Regions from separate parts of the Astyanax mexicanus genome. Here region 2 is linked to region 1. A link is a contact called in public Hi-C data. All regions are on one chromosome and are shown on one strand. Each heading gives the region's core, a stretch centred on a gene start, on an enhancer-like site or on the middle of the called end of the contact. The rest is flanking DNA. Distances are from core to core; before and after follow the strand shown.

What was found. Hi-C and Micro-C count contacts between places; a contact is called where the count stands out from the background.
Region 2: a contact with region 1 is called in a Hi-C map of muscle, with 5 times the contacts expected there. The contact joins the promoter of anapc4 here to the enhancer-like site in region 1. A contact is called at or near these places in 2 of 3 Hi-C or Micro-C datasets (both in muscle).

What each region holds. Positions count from the first base shown.
Region 1 is chr1:65,404,739-65,408,214 of AstMex3_surface, forward strand. It overlaps slain2 (SLAIN motif family, member 2), which reads right to left. Exons shown (of 9, transcript XM_049481847.1): 8 at 1,203-1,410; 9 at 1-218. The coding sequence ends at 152. Among protein-coding and RNA genes, the nearest start is that of si:dkey-90m5.4, 11 kb to the left of the region's middle. Within about 2 kb of position 1,278, the one cell type or tissue checked has an H3K27ac peak away from gene starts, as active enhancers do.
Region 2 is chr1:65,444,515-65,448,004 of AstMex3_surface, forward strand. It overlaps anapc4 (anaphase promoting complex subunit 4), which reads right to left and starts at 1,543. Exons shown (of 29, transcript XM_007257017.4): 1 at 1,366-1,543; 2 at 410-541. The coding sequence starts at 517. trappc8 (trafficking protein particle complex subunit 8) reads left to right here and starts at 2,838. Exons shown (of 30, transcript XM_007257015.3): 1 at 2,838-3,167. The coding sequence starts at 3,011.

The DNA of each region.
Region 1 (3,476 bases), core at 28-2,527:
TGAGAATTTCCTTTATGTTGCTGATTGTATGGAGGTGCTAAGAGTGACTCTCTTGCAGATATTGTGTAATCTAAAAAAAAAAATAATTATGTAGGTCGGTAAAGTGCCAGGTTGGACAGTCCGTCTTTGTGCTGCAGGTTTCTGGGCATGCTCAGTAGCAGCCCTCCCTCCAGCTCTCATCTCTGATGCCGCTGTAGCTTCGGGGAGCTGGTAAAGACCTTTGAAGCAGAAGAGAGGGAGAGAGAGAAATAAAAACTGATTAAAACAGAACCTCAATAAAACATATTTTTTCATTTTAAAATCTGACTTGACATTTTTTATATTTTCTTTTTTTTTCAGTTTAGTAGGAGATTCAACATATCTTGGGTGATGTGCAGCAGAGGGATTGATGGTTTACTTTTTTTTAAAACATCATTACTTTTATGAACTACACACAGAAATAAAATAAATACTTTGTTCCAGTCTTTTGAAAGTATTGGTAGACATCTGTGTGTACTGAACTGAGATTATTCGAATGATAGATTTAGGACTGATGAATAGAATATTGTTTTTTCATCACAAAGAGAGCCTCAAGTGCCTATTCTTAACTAAGGTGAAGCACAATGGTGTACAAAGTCTAATTTTACAAAGGAATTGCTCTTTACACAAAGTGCAATACGCAAATCTTTACCTTGTGGAGAGCATTTACCATTAAACAGCAGTTTTTAATATTGTAAAAAAAAAAATCTCCAAAACAGCAACAGAAGAAATAAAACGTTCTTAAATAGAAGTTAGTGCTGGGTAAATTTACAACCGGTATGCTTTTTTTTTTTTTTTCATACAGTCATACCACTAGAAGCACTGTGCAGAACAGCACTGCCAAAAAAAAATCATGCTGGGCCAGCTCGCTAGATAACGGTAGCTAGTTATCATAGCAAAATAACACACTGGAGTTTACTACTTAGCTCTATTGAGCCTAAACACTCGTACCTCTCTCCATCTTGCCTGAGAACAGCACTGATATACATTTTTGGACAAACTGCCCAGCACTAATAGAAATCAATGTAAAGAGTTTATTTCAGGTAATTTTGGAGAATTTCTATTGGTCCGTTCATCAAAAACTTTGACATTGTGTGTCAGTTTGTTCACAAATTAAACTAAATGAAAAAATCGTCATTTTACATATACATTGTGTGTGTGTGTGTGTATAAATGTTTGTGTACCTGCGCACTGGCTGGGCCAGTTTGCTGCGAGGCACAGGTAACCCCCCACCAGCTGAGCCACTAGGGCGGGGCAGAGCACTGCGGGGCGGGGCTAGAGATCGAGTCGGTGTGGATGTGCCCGAACTAGGATTAGACACAACCTTTACAGGCTGCCGCAGGGCCAGAGGTGAGGGGGCAGCAGGAGTCCTCAGTTTACTACTGGAAGGAACTGTGGAGGACAAGAAGACAGAGAGATGAAGAGACAGATAAAGAGAAACAACCAAAAAAGCAAAAATTCCATGCAGCCAAAAGGAAGAAAAAGGTACAAAGTACAACAAAGGGAGAACAGAGATTTTACAAATGGGGATTCGGAACATCCAGCACTCAAGCTCTGCATGAAAACATAAAAGGGTGACCAAATGACTGGAAAACTGTATATATAAAAAATATCTAAAATATTAAATACTGACAAAGTATAAAAAATAAAAAGATTGATATACTGTAACCTGAAAGTCCAAATGTGTAAGATTACTTCATGTTCACAGACTCAGACACCTGACCAGTATATGCACAATCTCATCATTATAAAGGAACAAGAAAACAATTAAAAAACAAAAAATACACCCACAAGGAGTCAACAAAGATGAATTCAAATAATACATTGACATATGGATGGAAGGACGGGCTGCAATGATCTCAGTTGGCACATTTTACTAGCATTTGTTTCCCCAGCATAAAATGCTATATAATAAAATGCTCCACTGAGGGTGGAGAATGTAGCTTTTACTCCCTCTAGTGGCAAAAACAAAATAATATTCATATTAAAAACAAGCACAGTCACACCAACCACATTACACACACAATAAAAAAAATACCACAACATAGAAAACTGCTGGATTCTCAGTGAATACTCACTGAAATCTCCCTCCTCTCCAAAGCAACACGAGAGATGAACTAAAGATAGAAACAGGAGATTCCTGGGTTCAAATGCATTCATATACATTCTTCATCAGCCCTCCCTTTCTGACTGACCAGCATCAGAAAGGACCAGGGGCACATGTGGGATGTAAACTAATAAATACTGTGAAGATAGACTCAAATACACAAATCCAGCGTAAAAGGTAAATACTTACATATATGTTTAATTATGTTTTAGTCTGAACTGTGAGTAACTAAACTGTTGGGTAGCAGTGTTGTAGTACAATACATTACGTTAAGATTCTCAAAATCAGATCCACTGTTTACCTATTCAAGAATCAGGTTGATGTGCGTCATCTTTAATTGACATGTCTTAAATATAACATGGTGTGGCTTACACATTCACGCAAACAGGTGAAGAGTGGTGGCGTGCACAGGATCATAATGGCACACGTAAACTTCTCAAATAAATGCAATATTGCTCATGGACACATCAAAGATCAACTCCAGAACTTACACAAAGAACACATTCCACAAAAAATGCAAAAATTCAAACCACATTCGACACAGTGGCTATTAACAGCAGCTACCGCAAACTAGTCTATATGGACGTAGAGACACCTGCTCAATCATGTTCGTGTTTATTTATTTCAACATCAAGGATAATATAAAGTGTGTATTATGAAGTGTCACTTCAATATTATGAAGTGCTATGATGATTGTATTACATTCAGCCACTAGGTTAATATAAAAAATAAATATTACTAATCAATGGCTAACTCAAGCAAAAAGCATAGAGACTGTAGTGAAAACACTGGAGGCAGTTCTTCCACACAATTGGTAAAAAGTGGAAGAAAAAAATCTGAACAAGAAGGTGGATTTGTCACAGAGTTAAAATCCTACACAAAGCACTCTCGAAAAATACACTAAATTCCTTTGTATTGAAAGAGCTTTTTTACAAGCTGCCAAGTAAAACAAAACCATATATTACACTCAGCAAATGCTGGGTAGCCAATAAACACATAAAAACTCAAAAAATGCATAACGTGCCCTTATTTGGTTACATACAGAGGTGGATTGCTGGAACACTGCTATGTGATACAAGGAGCATGGCACACAGTATATATATATATATATATATATATATATTTTTTTTTTTTAATAACAATGCGTTTCGATATTTAAAAATGACAGGATTTAGATTCTCACTGAAATATCTCTTTCCTGTAAAACACAAGAAGACAGGAGAAATAAAGTCTTTATCTAACTATAAAAAACTATTGAAATTTAAAACATTCTGTATATTTCTATATATTATATATTATTATATATATACTTGCGACATGTGAAATACGTGAAGATACATTTTTTGATTTG
Region 2 (3,490 bases), core at 293-2,792, 40 kb after region 1:
CCAACATTCCAAAATACAACGCTTCTACTTGATGGTCCCAACAGGCTTACAATGCTAGTGATAGGAGGATAGTGTTGCCCATGCAAAGATATTTTTACACCATTAACAAATTCAAAATAGCTCCACACTTTATTGGAAGAAATCTGAGAAGCTTTACATTTAAATGAGGCACTGAGAACTCTGTAAGCCTGTTGGAGCATTGGCTACAAGCTCTGTATTTCAGAGGGGGAACAGAGGTGGGTTATTCCACAAAGGTTCATACTTGTTGACATGTTTCACCAGAGGTCAAATCCATTTTAAACTTAAGTTTAATCGCTGATACACGAGTTGTTTTTAAAGGTAATGTAGTTCTATTTTGTGGAGAAACTATTGACCCTCACTGTGGAGAGTACAGAAACTTTTTCCTCACCTCACCAGCTGTGTTGACCAAAGCGATGAGGTCCCTTTTAGGAGACCAGGCCATGTACAGAACTGGGTTTGGCAGCTGCTTCTCCCCCACTTGTCGGAAAGCAGGCATTGTGAAGCCCTTTCGTTTCCAAACCTGAGGATGGAAAAAAAACAATGCTTAGATTAAAGGGACATCATTTACTGAATGAATCGTCAAACAAACATAAATAAATAACCAGTGTATGCAATTTCTCCAGGTTTGAGCAAAATAATTTCTTCAGAGATTGTCTAGTTTTGCACTGGAGCTACAAGAATGTGCTACATGTGGCTAAAACGAAGTGGAAATCTATACTGGCTTTGTAGCATGAGTACAAAAACAAGAAGCAATGTTCAAGCACCAAACATGTGACCAAATACACTTTGTAATAAAGGGCAATACTGAGTTTTTGATGAACCATTAGTTTATCTAAGCTTGACCAAACAGAATCATTAAACTGTTGTGGAAAATATATCTTTGTTATGATTTAGCTACTGGAGAATGCTAGACCTATCTGTCAAATGTATCCAATGTTTTATAGTATTTACTATACGTTAGCAATTCATTAGTAAGTGACTGGAAACCGAGGCAATAGAATATGAGGTAAGAGAAGCTGTCTACAGTGTTACATTTTTTGGAGGTAAAAACGAGCTCTCTCCAAGTGACAGCCAATCAACGAGCTAGCTAGTCTGTGACAAAGAAGCTAGTTAAAACAACTAGAAATGTCTACTGATGTAAAGCAATATAGTTAACTAGCTACACCTCTCGCGAGCTGGTCAGCCAGGTTAACTGAACTGTGTAAAGAAAGTCTCAGTAAACAGTTAGTTAAATAAACACCTGTCCAACTAACTAGCATGTTAGCTAGCCTAGCTCAGTACCGCTGTAAACAGCACTTAAGACCTAGCTACCTAACTAACGTTGTAAATGTTACGATTACTCACTCGAACGCTCAATAAAGATCATTAACTGTAATCAGGGTGACTTGGACTTGAGCTCTATAATCCCCACACGCGCTGATTTTATCAGAAAAAGCTGAACACTTATTATTAATCCAGTGAAATAAATAAATAACACGCAGTGTGCGGGCTGAGCAGCCCGGCTTCTCTACTACCCGCCGCTAAAAACATAACTACGGAAAGCCCAACGAGACAAGCAGAACGACGAAAAGCAATTTGCCACACAAGCAACGAAAAATAACCATAAATAATGCCCAACGTATAAAACATATTTGAATTCATATAATGTATGCTAACCCCTTGTTTTAATTTTAATTTTTTCATTACTTATATATTATTAATTTGAATTCAATTTATTTCAAAGCTACAAACTATTTAATTGTTCATTTCGTTTACGGACTGTTATAAGATGTTCATAAAAAAAAAAAATCTCTCTTTATAAAAGGTATGAAGAAATATTTCATACCTAATGATTATTGCATGAGATCCTTTATTTTGAGAGCAGAGCAAAGAAGGTTGATTTTCTGGTTGCATTACATCTTTTAAGATTAAGGATGGAAAAACAATCTTAAAACAAGTTTTTGTTTCACATCGCCTCATAGGCATCAGTTAGTAATTCAATTATTTTATAAAATGTTAACTTTAAATAATTAAAGTTTTTGAGTGGTTGGCTGAGCTCTTCTACATCCACAATGCTTTTATGTAAAATGTGCTTACCACAAATAAAAAAAAATAATGTTAGTAATTATTATTTTAATGTGTTTTTACATAGCTAGACTACAGTACCGGATAAAAGAATACAATACAAACAATATATATAACATTATATAGCTTTTCTCACATTTTTGTAGACTGTTACTAAACTTTAATACAAATAATACATTTAAAACCAGACAGTTGAAACAATGTTGAAATAAACGTAAAATCAATATGCACAAATATATCAAATCTGACGTCAGAGATCAACATTATTTTAATACATTAATGACGTAAAAATTATGTTTATATATAAATGTTGCTATCTTTCATTAACCAGATTAGTTACCATTAGTAAAAATCGTAACATTTTACCTGATTAAACTGTGCATATTTTAGTAGTAATATAATATATTATATTATAAGTTGTACATTATTACAAAATGCTTTAACCTGTTGAACAATTACTTGCTCAAGGGCGTCCTCTAGTGTTCTTTCTGTTTCAGCTTTCGTGTGTGCAAAAACGTGTTTTTATTAATAATAAGCCTTAAATTGCTGCGTTTTGGTAGCTTTTACGCCACAATATATGGATTAATATTTCACAACTGGTTTCGCAGTTATTTAATCTATTTTTATTACCCTTGCTTTCTTCTGTTTTACCTCTTTTCACCCTCCTCTACAGACCGCATTAAGACTTTTATTTTGAAGGGACGTGTTTAGGCTGCCTGTCTGGTATCACCTGACAGGCGTGGTGCTCGACGGGAGTTAAATCGGTCAGCAGGGGGGACTGTAGAGTCCATCATGGCTGCTGCGGGCTGTCAGTAGAGGGACTTGTTTTTAACTCTGTAGCGGCTCCTCTGTTCTCGGTGACACTCCCGCGCCCGGCTCGTCTGCTCCCCCGGTTCTCGCTCGGACTGCCCGCTGGACCGGCGCCATGGCCCAGTGCGCCCAGTCTGTGCAGGAGTTCATCCAGGACTCGTTCGTGCCGATGGTGGCCGTCCTGTGCAGCGAGGAGGCGGAGAGAGTGACCCGCAGGAACAGCCTGAGCTTCCCCGAGCTGCTGCGCCCCTTCTGCCGGCTTCCCTCGGAGGGTAAGGAGCTTGGGGTTAACTGGTGGAGGTCGGGCGGGGGTGTCAGGGGCTGTTGAGCAGCGGTAAACACTGGGACGCTCCGCGGGCTTTAACTCGGAGTTAGTTAGTTAGCAAGGCTAGTTAGGTTAGCTAGCAGGCTGCTAACTAGCTCCCCCGGTCGGCCAGCTGACAGGAGGAGCAGTTCAGGGCCCGGTCTGTGTGTCTGTTCCGCTCAGTCTACCGGTTACCTGAGCGATTGGGTTACCCGGATCAAATGACACATTTCCCTTTAATGACTCCGGCTGGACTGTTTGGGTTTCGACTGTAATAAAGGCCTCAGGCCG